2 separate regions of the Sus scrofa genome follow, and region 1 is linked to region 2. The links are chromatin contacts, called in public Hi-C maps. All regions are on one chromosome and are shown on one strand. The core of a region is the stretch at or near the end of the contact, and the rest is flanking DNA. Distances in the headings are between cores, read along the strand shown.

Region 1 (6,779 bases), core at 2,824-5,323, 350 kb after region 2:
AATAAAAATAAAAATGCCACCTGCACTAAATTCTCATTTCGTCTCTAACATGAGAGCAATTTGAAGCAAGACTCTCTCTCCCTCTCTCTCTCTTTCTGTCTCTCTCTCTCTCTCTCACTCTCACTCTCTCTCTTTCACTCCCTCTCTCTCCAGCATTTATTTCGACCCTAATTGGTTTCCCTCTTCTGCGACGTATCTAGTGGATACTGCGCACCTTCCCTGAGTCAGAGCCTGCAAAAAGCCAAGGAACAAATGGAGAAAGTGCAGCAAGCAGAAAGGGGGCTACAAAGCTGCCTAAGGCTAGGGTTCCTGGCAAAACTTCCGAAAGCCATTTCTCCAAAAGGTCTAGAAGAGCAGCAGCAGCAGCAACAGCAGCAGCAGTAGCAGCAGCGGCAGCAGCAACGTGAGAGAGCCCCCACTTAGAAGGCGGTTTGGATTTTATTTGTGTGCTTTGTGGATTCTTTTCATTTTGCTTTGCAAATGCATCTTACACCAAACTCATCTGGCATTAAAAACGAATTCATTCCCCTAACATGTCTGGGACTTGGTTTGGGGAAGGGAAGCAAAGAGATGGAGAAGGACCAAGTTCAGCCGTAAAACTCCACAAGTGTGTAAGTTCTGCTTTGTACTGACTTCACGACTGTGAAATTTACAGCCTAAAGGGTTCTAAAGAATGTATGCTCAATATATACACACAGTTCCTCAGAATCCCAGGAAAAGATGCAAGTAGGAGGACTACAGGTCCTACTAATCCAAAGCATCATCAGTTTAAAACTTTAAGACACAACTGGGGTCTCCTATTTTCTCTTTTCCATTTTCAGAAAATAAATCAATCAAATGCGTAGTGCACAAAGTATCAATAATCTCTGTATTCAGATAAGGCCAAGTTGAGAGGTGGTTTATAGTTTTAGGGGTGTCTGGTTTTCCCTTTCCTTGGGGTGAGACTCCATTATTTGGGGGGGCTCAGTAGGTAGGGAATTCCAGGCAAGTAATTAGACTCCGAAAAAAAGCCTAATTCGTCCAACACACCCAAAAATTGTAGTTAAAAACTTTATCAAAAAGACCTTCATGTTTACCAAGGATTCAGCCAATTAAAAATTATCCCTGTCCTTTAGATTACTACTGGTTTCTAGCTCAAGTGTTTGGGTTTTTTGGTTTTGTTTTGTTTTGTTTCACAGCTGTTGTTAGTTTCCACCGTTCTTTCTTACCGCACTGAAATCCAGTAAATCACTCAGCTCTTTGTCCGTCCCTAAGGCAGCCATTCGCTGTTGGTGATGCATTTTAGCAAAATCACACAAACCTAGAAACATGGAAATAACCGCAATCAGAAAATCCAGTCCCAATCCTTGGAGAAAACACAATCGGATTTTTGGAGACTGGGGGGTTTAGGAGTGGGGGTGTGGGGGCGGGTGGGATTAAGGTGGAAAGGGGGGAGGGATGGAAGAGGGTTTTTTTTTTTTTTGGTTTTTCTTTTTTTTTTAAGATGGAATAGGCAGCAATAGCAAAAAAAAAAAAAAAAAAAAAAAAGGCGATATTGATATTGTATTTCCAAAGAGACGATCAAAACTGGTAACATCCACTATAAAACCAAATCCGGGAAGGGGAAAAAAAAAGCCGCTCTTCAGCGCATCATTTTATGCAACAGGAGGTAGAGCGAGAAATGAATGGATCACAGAGAAAAGAGAAACTACTCAGAACGATCCGGTCTCAACTTTCCCCCCCACCCTCCACCCCACCCCCCTCACACACACTCGCACACGCACACACGCGCGCGCACACACACACACACACACCACTCCCCTCTGCGTTTCAAAGTAGCTATAAAGAAATTAAAGATGAGCGTCTCTGGAGTGAAAACACGTCCAAAGGGGGAGGGGTGACAGGGTCGGCGAAAGGGGGGGGAGCGGAGTGGAGGGTCGGGTCCTGTAATTGTCCAGCACCCTAATTTGTGAAAGAAAGGGTTGTAAAAATTAAAGTCAGGCCCCTGGCAAAGTCGTCGGTCCTTCCAAGTGTCATTACCGGGGAGGGGGGGCCAGGGGGGGTTAGACATGAGGGGGAGGGAAGAGGCGCGGGAGGGGAAGGGGTGTCTCCAGTGGGAGCGCCGGGAGCCGGGAGCGCCAGGAGCCGGGAGCCCGCGGCTCGGTAGGCGCGGAGCCGCGTGCGGGGCCGCCGAGCCCGAGCCCCGCGCAGCCCCGCGCACCGGCCCCGCCGAGCCCTGCCGGCGCCGGTACCTACCGCCCGCGCGCGAGAAGGGGCTCTCCGTGCACCGCCGGCGCCGAGGCGGCGTTCATGTCTAACCACTGCCTCCACCGCCACCACCTCCTCCGCCTGCGCCCGCGCCCGCTCCTGCTCCTTCCCCGCCGCCGCCGCCGCCGCCGCCACTACAGATCCGCAGACACACAGCCAAGATCCCTGACTCTTAACACCAACTCTCTTCTCCGGGGAGGGGAGGGGACGAGGGAAGGGGGGGAGGGGGAAACACGCCGAGGCGCACGGAATTGCAAGTTCAGCAAAGAAATGGGTGGGGGGGCTCCGGCGGGGAGACGCGGCTCGCTCGGGTCGGAGTGGATGGGATGCACCCCCACCCCCCCGAGGGGAAAAAAAAAAATCTCAACACCTCCCCCGCCTCGCAAAAGAAAAAAAAAAAAAAAATACAAACGAAATTTCATCGAGCACCTCATTTTCCCTCAGATCGTCAGTTACAATCTGAAGCCTGAACAGTTCAGTTTTTGCCCGTTTCATCCATCGGAGGCACTTTGAAATTTATTCGAGTTTACATCCCCTCACTTCTTTCTTTCTCTGACTCTCGTTCCCTCTCACTCACACATCCACACACACGGCAAAGCAAGTTTATACTAGGCTGCAAATACACGTGATGCAAAAAGACTTTGCCAAGAGGAACAATATTTTTCTTTTTCTAGATATAAACCAAGCCACATTTTGCTGGGGAGATTTTCATGTCGGTACTTCTGCGTTGGGGGCGAAACCTAAATTACATACTTTCTTTCCCCTCCCTGTAAAGTCACAGAATAGTATAACTGCTAACTTCGCCAAAAAATAAATAAATAAATAAAAGACAATTTTTGAGGGTTGGTGTTGTTTTGTTTTTACACTTGAGTTCCTAGGCACGCTAAGCCCTCGTTCGCCAGCACTTTAAGTTTTTAATTCAACATTTACCATTACAGGCCCTGCATGCTCTTAAAACATACTTTTTTTCACATCACTTTTTAGGATTAAAATTAAGCTGCACAAATCTATCGTTTCATAATAACAAACGTGCTTTATCAAGTATATCCAACATACGCTATTTTAACATGGGTTAAAACACACACTTTATAAACCCTGTTATTGCTAGAGGTGCGAGTACATACACAGAATGCATGCACACACTTTTTCTCATTGGCAATTATTTAATAGGTCGTTCCTTTTGTTTTAATTAAACACTGGGATCTACATTTTAAAAATTAAATTCAATTACAAACAGTTTACTCTGACAGCAAATTGTAACGTTACCTTAAATGGCCACAAATATTCTCACAATATTCCAAGGAAAGTGACTTTAAAAAGAGAGACAAAAATCTTCTGCAAGTACTTAGTATCTCACATGTGTATCCCCCAAAAAAGTATTTTAACTGGTACTCAGTTCTGCTCCAGGGATATCCACAAAATACAAGATTATGCACCTGGCTCTGGTTTTTGCATTTTCCACCATAAAACTGCAACAAAATTCCCTCCCCCCAAAAAGAAATCATTAAAAAAAAAAATCCGACAACTTTTTCTTATTGTTTATAAAAAATAGCAATACAGGATAGTTATGATTTTTCCTCAAACAAGTCTTGGTGGTGCTTTTTTTTCTTCTCCTCTTATAAAGTCTTAAACTTGTTCCAAGTTTAGAGGTGTCTCATCATCATCATCCTCCTCCTCCTCATCATCATCACCATTGACTCCCCTGTGGAGTCACATTGATAATAATAGGTTTCCCTGAAAGATACATTGTAATCCATTCACATCCGGGCACTGCGGGCTTATAAAGAGAAGGCGCTGCGGCCGCGGCTGCTCCTCCAGACAATGACTGGGGAGGGGCGGGGCGGGAGCGGGCGACCATAGAGTAGTAAACAGAGCGCCTAGAGAGGCGATCAAGATGGCGGCGCGTGCGGGCCACGCCTCCTCCGGAACGGGAGGTGGGTGGCTGGATTCAGGCCGGCGTCGCGCGTGAGGGCTGAACTGCCAGGGCTCCCGAGGCTGGAGCCATTCGCGGGCCCTGTGCTCCTGCGCGTTGCTTAAAGTTCCCGGTGCTTTCCCTTCTCAGTTCTTTGACTCCAAAGTGTAGTTTGCAAATCAATTAAGTAATTAAACTCTTTAAGACTTGCACAGAGGAGTCAGATACCCTGAGGGAGGATCGGGAAAGGGAGGCCGAGAGAGGCCACATCGGCCTCCCCAACGGAAAGGTCGAGCCTGGATCTCCTGCAAAGTGAAGCTGGTGCTCTTAGCGAGGCGTGGGTGACGCAGAAAGAGGCCACTGAGCCAAGTTGTAGCGCCTGGGCTTCGAGAGCAATGTGGGTCCTCTCCTGCAGGGCCCTCACCCTTTTTTCTAGGCACCCCCGGAAAAGTGAGAACTTTTCAAGTCCAGAAGTCTACTGGGAGAAGATGTTCCTTTACTCCCTTTAAACTGAGACCAGTTTTACCGTGACCCACTCCTTACTCAACGTGTAGTTCTGGCCCAGAGTTCTACCTTCTCTAGCCAGTTTTCTGGTCTGTGCAATGCAAATAACAAACGCCCGCTTTATGAATTTCCTACGACTTAGAAGGATAAAGATAGAGCCGCCCCGAAAGAAATCTTCCCTTTCCATCTCTAATTCCTCGCTAAACCAACTGATATCTCTAATCTAGCCCATGGGATTTGAAATGGAGATTACTCCAAAATAATAGCTTTTAGTCCTCCCACTGGAGAAATGCAAGTAATGATGACAGGTTAGCACTTACATGTTTACTATGTGCCAGACACTGTTCTAAGAATTTCTCAAATATTAGCTGTTTCAATCCTGAGAGTGACTCTGTGGAGTTTGTGCTACTACTTGACCCAGGGCCATTTAGGAAGTGGTACAAACTTGCCTAAATTACACAACTTTATTAAGTGATAGCGCCCACCTTGGAAGGCAGGCTGTCTTCAATTAGAGTCAACATCCAGCCACATTCCTATACCATCTGGCAATGGGAACGTCCTAATCTCCATTTTCTGATGCAATGCAATTCTGTGCCAGTGACAAGAGTTCTGATCAATTTTCATGATCTTTTGTTCATATGCAAATTTTAGGGAACAAGAATTGGGGCATTTATAGGTTGTTTCCTGTCTCTTCACACACTGTGCAGATCTCTGTCTTTCCTACCCATTCCGTGTTCTTATCTTAAAATAAAATTTTACATTTAGACACTACTTTATGCTGCATTATCACAAGCACTATCTCTGATTCTCAGATTCTCTATCGGCTACACTGAGATGATGTAATCAAAATCACAAACGTTTGTTTAGGAGAAATATTCTACTGGCTCTACCTCTAATCAGCCCTGGGACCTAAGGCTTGATGTCAGTATCTTTTACTGTTAAATGCAGAGAACAGATTAGATAATCCCATAAGATTCCTTCTAGTTTCCAAATTTTAAGATTCCCCCTTCCCTTGAATTTCAAGAGGAATATATCCATCCAGAAATCAATGGGAGGAGCATCTAGGACCTAAATGCACCCCAGTTGCTGGCTACTGATTTTTTTTTAACTGCACCCTACAGTCAGAAAACCATGCAACTGTTCTTCCTATTTTTTAACTAAGGGACAGATTTGAATTTTTTTTTTTTTCCCTGAAACATCAGAAGAATAAGTATGCTTATGAAGACTGGTGGTACCTTAGAAGACGATAGAATCCAGAGGAACTTAAGATAGAAAGGGAAATGTAGCAGATATGTTTTGGGGTAGCTGCTCCATCACCTACAGAATCCTTTCCCTAGGAACCTGTTCATAAATCCCGATAATAACGGTAGAACTTGATGGGGGTATCGCATGACTCTTTTCTGACCCAGCCCCACCCACCTGAGTTGACTGGACCATCGGAACTAAAAGAGGAAGAGATTGGCAGTGTCTATAGTGAGTGATGGATCTAAGATGTTGGAGTCAGCTGACCCGGGCTGTGGTGCCAGGAAGCCAAGCCATGTGAGAGCCATGGTTATGGGGAAACAAAAAGTATGACTAAGCAGAGGAAACTTCTCTTCAGATGAGAAAGAAAGATTTTGGAAGTTTGGGGAGAAAAGCAGACAATTTAGTCCTGGGAAGAAATGCTTATTGATACTTTCCCAATTATTTGAGGATTAACTTACCTCCTGTCCAAAGATAACTGACCCCTGAACCACTCCCCTTTCCTAACTGAGCTAACCTGAGTACTTTTCTGATCCTTACAACCAAACACTTTAACTAGAAAACAGCAACAACGAAAAGAGCTTTGAATTTCAGCATTTCAGAACAGTCCTTATCATTCAAAAAAAAAGTAGTGACTACTCTTAAAGGGGTCAACAATTTGTTCCACTCCCTTGGGCCAGAGATTCTATCTAATTTACTGTGCCGTATAGTCAGGAGCGTATGTACATTGTCATTCCCCTTTTTTCACCCATTGTAACCTTGGGCAAGTTTCACATCTTGTCAGACATAAAAAAATTAACTTGTCCTCAATACATTATCTGACTGCTTAAAATCAAATGCAGTAGTGGAGATGAAAGTGCTCTGCAAATGACAA
Region 2 (6,436 bases), core at 3,906-6,405:
CGTTGTTGGCCATCCTCCGCTCCTTCTCCCGCTCTGCCTTCTGCTCCGGTGTCAGGTCCTCATCATCATTATTGCTGTGGGACAAAAAGGATGCAACGTTTTCTAATGGTGTGGGGGAAAAGATGGTTTCTAAATTCCTTTTGCTTTCTTCCCAGTTTTCGGGGAACTTCTCCATCTCAAGCTCTTGTCCTTGGCAGAATTTTCCATCCACCTGAGCTTGGCGCTGCTTTAGGTGGCTGTGCTGGTCCCTACATGAGAACGTTTGGTGTCTCCCAGACATGAAACCCAAACCCAGCAGGACAGGTTTAAGTTGGGGCCCAGGGTGCACCATGTTCATGGAGGGAAACAAAAAGAAAAACAAAACCTTTATCCATAAGGCTACACACTGCAAAGCAGGTCACAGTCAACTTCAGCTCAAGCTACACTTCAGGACCACAATTCAGAAGGTATTTTAGATTGAAGCTGGTTTTTAACTTTCATACTGTGACATCTGAAACCTGAAGAAAACCAGTGATTGAAAAATAATGTGGATAGGTTAAAATTAACATGATGCAGCTTAAAGAGGATTAAGAAGGTCCTCCATTCAAGAAAACAGAGCCAGGGGATTGAAGTCAAGGGCCTATTGTCTATACCAGCTTGGGAGGCTTGGTGAGTCCACTAAATGTATGTGGGGCCTCACTTTCTCCATGTATTGAAACATGATCTCCCTGGCCTTTAACATTATAGATGTTTACGATCCTCCAATCAAGTTGGGGAAACCTGAGCTGATAAGAGTTACATGCAAAACAAACAAAACCTGACCCAACCCAAACACATACTGGTGATCAATGACCATGACCTTGTTGTGAGTCAGAAATGAAGTCAAAAAGCTGATCTTTGATTGTGAGAATAGAAATATTATATGATTGTTATCAAAGGCATGGTTGGAGCCAGGCATCTGGAAAGATGAGATGACTTCTGTTTCTGGGTGTCATGCTGACAAATTAGAAACTTTTGAATGGGGGTGGGGTGGGGGAATAGGAATGATAAGCCGCCTGGAAAGCATGTCATAGCAGGAAGATTTCACGGCATCAAGGCTTTAAATAGTTCCTGGGTGATCACGTCAAAAAGAGAGGTGTGGGAGATGTCTTGCCTCGGGAAGGTAGGAGAGAAAGAGAACTCTTCGAGGGGAACAGTCTGAATGAACACAAGTGAAAAGCTTTGGGGGGGGTTTGAGAGATATAAAAGAAGAAGTAAACTTCATTCAAAAAAACAGAGTCTCCATCTCAAGAAACAACATGGAGGATGCGAATTAACCTAAATTCAGTCCTTAACTGAACTCAAGGACTATCCAGGTTAGCTTCTACGTTAAAATCCCATGAATCTGAAATGGGCACAGAATAGAGATGATAATCACAACCTTTCAAAGGTGGAGGAACACAGGGGAGGTTATCTACTCAATTTAATGTACACATAATGAATATTGGCTTAAAATGCACAGCTCCGAGTCTTCCCCTGGAGAACCTCTGGGTAACTTCCACATTGCAATAAGAATCCACTAGGACAGAGAAGCCCCAGTCAGTCAGAAATGGAGCGGTGTTCTTGGGTTGTAGCACAAGCTAAGTAAGCCAAGAACACTTGTAAGGGAAGGAGGGAAGAAGCCAGCAAGGAAAGATGCTGGAAGACTTGGCTCATCTTCCCGCAGGTTAAACTCCCTTCCAGATGGGACTGTCTGCCTAGGAGGTGTGGGGATGAACACTGAACTGAACCCACTGGAAAGTGCTCCCTTTCTCTGCCATCTGATTCTCCTCACTTCCCCTGCCAGTCTCCCTCTCTCTCTCCCACCCATGACCTCTGCTGATGCCAAGGAAATCAAGGTTACTATCAATTCATGTCCACGTTCCATGTCACAAATAGGCTGTAATGAGGGAAAAGAGAACAGAGTCGAGTTTCTGCCGGTCCTGTCCTGAAGTTAACAATTTGGGTAAGGTTTTTACACAGTGAACATGTGCCATGCCTTTTCCAAAGTGGGCCTCGAAATGGGAACTTGTTTTCCAAAGGTATTCAGGCCAATAGCCAATCAGAATTGATTCTCCACTTATAACTAAGGTGGTGAAGTGAACAAAACTGCCTAGAAAAGGAAAGCATTGCTTTACACCACAGTTTTGGAGGCCTGAAGTAAATGTCCAATTTACACCACAGTTTTGGAGGCCTAAAGTAAATGTCCAAAGAGTGACCTTTTAAAAGAAGAAGATTCTTAACAGTGAGTTAAAATGCTGTACTGAAACTTCAAAAGAATCCATTGATATGCACGTGTTATGGTCACTAGTTAAGTTACCAACAGCTGAGTGAACTAACAAAGAAGTTGCTAAGGATGTAAAATGCCCTCCTTGGGATGTCTTACTACCGTGGCCAGGAGTCAGGAAACTCTAGTAATGGTGAAAAGGTGTAAGCTTGATGCTTCCAGACTTTTTGAAACTGTGGTTGAATTTATAACAAAATTTATCTCAGAAATTATAACAGCACTATAAAGGCACATCAAAGTCCAATAAAGGAATTAAATGAAAAGGTGGCATCTTCTTAACTCCTACAGGACAGCAGGTTCAACCTTGAGAATGACAGCCTTTAAAAGGGAGGTATCGTCTTAGTACAATTCATTTAGTTTGCAAATAAAAACAATCCAAGGGAACTAAGGCAAAGAACATGGGTATCATGATATATATATAAAAAAATCTGATTATCAGATTAAAGTCCAAGGAGACAGATTCTAATGTAAAGATATTGGGGACTTAGGAAAACCAATCAGAAACTATTTTCCTGCATTGTTGCATTTTCTGTAGAATGGAGTAGCCAGGAGGGGAAAAAAAAAAAAAAAAAAAGGAGCAATTTAGATATTGCTCTTCTATATCTAAACATGTTTAGGATAAAGCTGGAAAATCAGTACTTTTCTACTTCTGAGGTAAGAAAAAAGTTACAGTTGCATGTACATCAATTGAGCTTTCATCTTGGCTAAGATTTCTTTTAAGAAATATTTTCAGAAGAACATTTCTGACCAAATTTGTAGAATTAAGCATAGTTTTACAAATCGACTGCTTGCATTTGAATCAATTACAAATTGTTTTTGCCGTGTGTCATTATCAGCCCTGGGTCCAAATTCATAAATGCAAAGACAGTTTCAGCTTTCCTAGAGTATAGGCATCTCAAACGATGCTCGGTCTCTAGAGTAAGCCTTTCGTTTTTCTTTTCAGCTGCAGATTTACCTGCCAGGAAAAAACAGAATAGTTTCTTCCCGTTCTGTTCACTTCATCAAAGTCCAATAAAGGAATTAAATGAAGCGACAGTATTATATACTGTTACCTAGATCTTGACCTAGTAATGGATTTGATATCCTTCTTGTCGTCATCTAATTTCTTGTCCTCGGAAGATTTCGTGTCTTGCAGGTTTTCGTCACCCTCGTCGTCGGACTTGATCTCAGAGCTGCCGGAGGAGACACTCTGGCCCTGCAATCCTGGCGGCATGCCTGCAGGAAAAAAAAAAAAAAAGAGAGAGAGAGAGAGACCAGGTGACACGGCCACCAAAGCCTTGATGCACAGACACGCACACCCCAGGCTGGAGAGCTGCCAGCTCCACAGTGCAGACTGCCGAACTGCGATCTGTCACTTTTTTCATGCTCTTTGGTGAAGTTTCAAAAATGCACCTGCGGAAACAAGTTTTCCCTGCATTGGCTCTGAGGTTAAATTCTATTTTGCAATCTTTTGGAGTAGATGGTAATTTCACTGTCTACAAAACATCAACTTAATTGCAATGAAAATCATAATCATGAAAATCACACACCTCAATGTTCTGATTAAGAACCCAAGTAAATATCAGCTATTATATTGAGTTTCTTCCATATGCAATGATTTAATAGAAAAATGTCCTTAAAATATAATTCCCAGGGAGTACGCTAAATATGTACAGTCAAGGCTTCAATAGATACCCTAATGAAATTCCGAAATTAGGCTTCTCTTATCCTCCAGGAGTAATCAGCATTTAAAAATGGTACATATGGAAAGCAGTTACTTGCTCACTGAAGACTTTACTAGCTTTATCACTGTTAACTTTCTAAGAGCAAAATGTATTTTCTACTCTGGCCCTAATGTAATCATTCATTTCTGGGGCAGATATGTGTCTATTTGCTATTTCTTCTATTTGTAATCTGTGAAGTCTAGGATCTTGTCACTCAAAATCTGGTCAGTGGGCCAGGAGCATTCTTATTTCCTGGGAGTTCCTTATGCTCCTGGGAGCCTAAGAGAAATGCAGAACCCCAGGCCAACTGAATCAAAATTGGCATTTTACCAAGATCCTCAGGTTGTGCTCATATGGTTGCTGGTCGAGGACAGAGAAAGAAAACCCAAAGGCTCTTTAAAAGAAAGGACCATCACAGTATTGCTAGTCAGATAAAAATGGGCAGGCATACCACATACATAATTACCACTCAGATGCATACAATGTCTAAGAGGTGGGAAAATGCTTACCCGTATTGATTCTTGCGGCAATGTTATCATTTTTATTCTCAACAGGAGGGGGAGGAGAGGTTATGTAAGTGTCCCCTAGTCACCTAGCCGGCCAGTCAATGGGGAGTCTGGGACCCAGGTCTTGCCCTGGCAGCACCACCTCCAGAGGTCACAGAAAGTTGACGGGAGTCAGTGGTAGGAGGTGGTCCTGCCACAAGTCCTAGGGGCTTGATGACTCAAGAGCAAAAATCATCCAACCAAGTTCCATGTTTTAAATGTACCTGCATTTCCGTCCATCTTACACAACAAAAGCCATTTCCTTCCTTCCTATCCATTTGGAAATATCATGTGCAGGCTGCAACTAACCACATTAGAGGTCCTGAACGAGCACAATGTGGAAATAGCTAAAATAAAATTTCCTCTCATCAGTCTGTTGTCTCATTCCCTGCTGAAATAGTCGTAGGACTTCAGAGGATGCTGGAGGAAAACAGTGACCGAAGAAACACAATTAGCCAGCTCCGTTTGCCCATTTACTTACCATTTTTTGGATCAAAATGGATTCTTGGTTTTCTGCCAGTGCTTCCTGAGGGATGAATGCCAAGTAAGCATGGGATTAACACTGGATCCATTGTTTCAGTGAGGTCAGAAGTGGCCCTCCGGGGCGGACCTACCTCTGTAAGGGTCCTGGGGTGGGTTCAAATCAGGGGAAGTTGCAGACTGGACAGGAAGCTGTGGTACTGGAACCTGGTTTGGGACAAGAGAATGGCTGCCCCTCAGGGCCACGCCGTCTTCACGATGGGCCCCAACCTGCAAGGGGGAGAGGAACTGTAGAGATGAGTGGGAACCAGAGGTGTGCCAGCTATTTATTTCCGGGGGCAGCCAGGACCCACTTAAGGAAGGCTAGCCTTTGAAAAACAATACTCCCAAATGCATCTCACTAGAGGGCGCTGAAGGACCACATATGCACCTAGAGTCCCCAGCAAAAAACACTTTGAGCTCCGTAAGATGCCGTGCTGTACATTCAGTGACAAATATGGCAGAGTAGCTCAGGCAGGTAAAACGTCAAATTGTCTCCCAGGGTGCTGCAGTGGAGCGCACTGATTCGTACCCATCTGTCTTCTATCATGTCCGCCAACAGATCTGACAATTATCTTAATGCCCATATGCTTAATTGTGGGCTTCTCAATTCCCCCATTGCTATCGGAAATCCTACAGGAATTTCAATTTGGCATTCGACTTTCATTTCAGGGGATAAGATTCTCAGGCCTGCCATTTTTTTTTTTCCATAATGCCAGCTAAGCCTCTGACAGCGGAAGCTACAGCAGTATGGGACATAGCCCCTGCTCGGTACAAATATAATAAAATGTCACCTGGCTTTCCAAAACTGGCAGCCCATTCCAAATTAATGTTTACTGTATTTCATCAGCTGCTGAGTTCCAAATCCAAAGGGGGACCGTTTCTGCCAATGCCACCATACCGGAAAATGTACCAATAAAGGTTTTATTAAACACACCAGTAATGCCATCATTGCCATGCAAAGATGTTTGGACATTTTTCCATTTTTTTCTTCCTTCACTATTCTGATCCTAGGAAGACGCCATATTGTGAACACTCTCCAGGCTTCCAAGAATAAAATTATAGAGTAGAGCATGATGCCTTGGTCTGCAAAAATTACCGCTGAGCTTTTTATTAACTACTACTACCACCTACACTCTGGGGTCCAGAGATGTTGAATTTGTAGCACTGAGACAGCAATTGCTGACTTTACAGAGTACCCCTTCAAGTAAGACCATTAAGCACTTGCAAACCAGAAGGAACATGAGTAGTGTTTTTGCTGGCATTTCCAAGTAGGTATTTATTTTCTTGGCCTATTGTTAAGTGAACATTTACACAGGACAGTGAGGTCTAGCATTAGAAATATCTATCTATAAATTTATACTGCTATGAATCAAAAAGTATAA

Evidence for each region. Hi-C and Micro-C count contacts between places; a contact is called where the count stands out from the background.
Region 1: a contact with region 2 is called in a Hi-C map of fetal skeletal muscle, with 4 times the contacts expected there. The contact joins the promoter of TCF4 here to the enhancer-like site in region 2. A contact is called at or near these places in 3 of 5 promoter capture datasets (fetal liver, fetal skeletal muscle and liver), 12 of 47 Hi-C or Micro-C datasets (alveolar macrophages, brain, embryonic fibroblasts and 7 more) and 1 of 2 datasets of contacts at active chromatin or transcription factors (skeletal muscle).

What each region holds. Positions count from the first base shown.
Region 1 is chr1:105,075,846-105,082,624 of Sscrofa11.1, forward strand. TCF4 (transcription factor 4) reads right to left here and starts at 4,074. Exons shown (of 20, transcript XM_021093491.1): 1 at 3,514-4,074; 2 at 1,209-1,300. The coding sequence starts at 1,280.
Region 2 is chr1:104,721,291-104,727,726 of Sscrofa11.1, forward strand. TCF4 (transcription factor 4) reads right to left here. Exons shown (of 20, transcript XM_021093491.1): 16 at 5,147-5,282; 17 at 3,337-3,499; 18 at 1-74. Among named protein-coding and RNA genes, the nearest start is that of CCDC68, 250 kb to the left of the region's middle. Within about 2 kb of position 5,156, at least 20 of the 83 cell types and tissues checked have an H3K27ac peak or open chromatin away from gene starts, as enhancers often do. A contact at or near this core is called in brain, fetal skeletal muscle, skeletal muscle and 1 more, where this site is marked.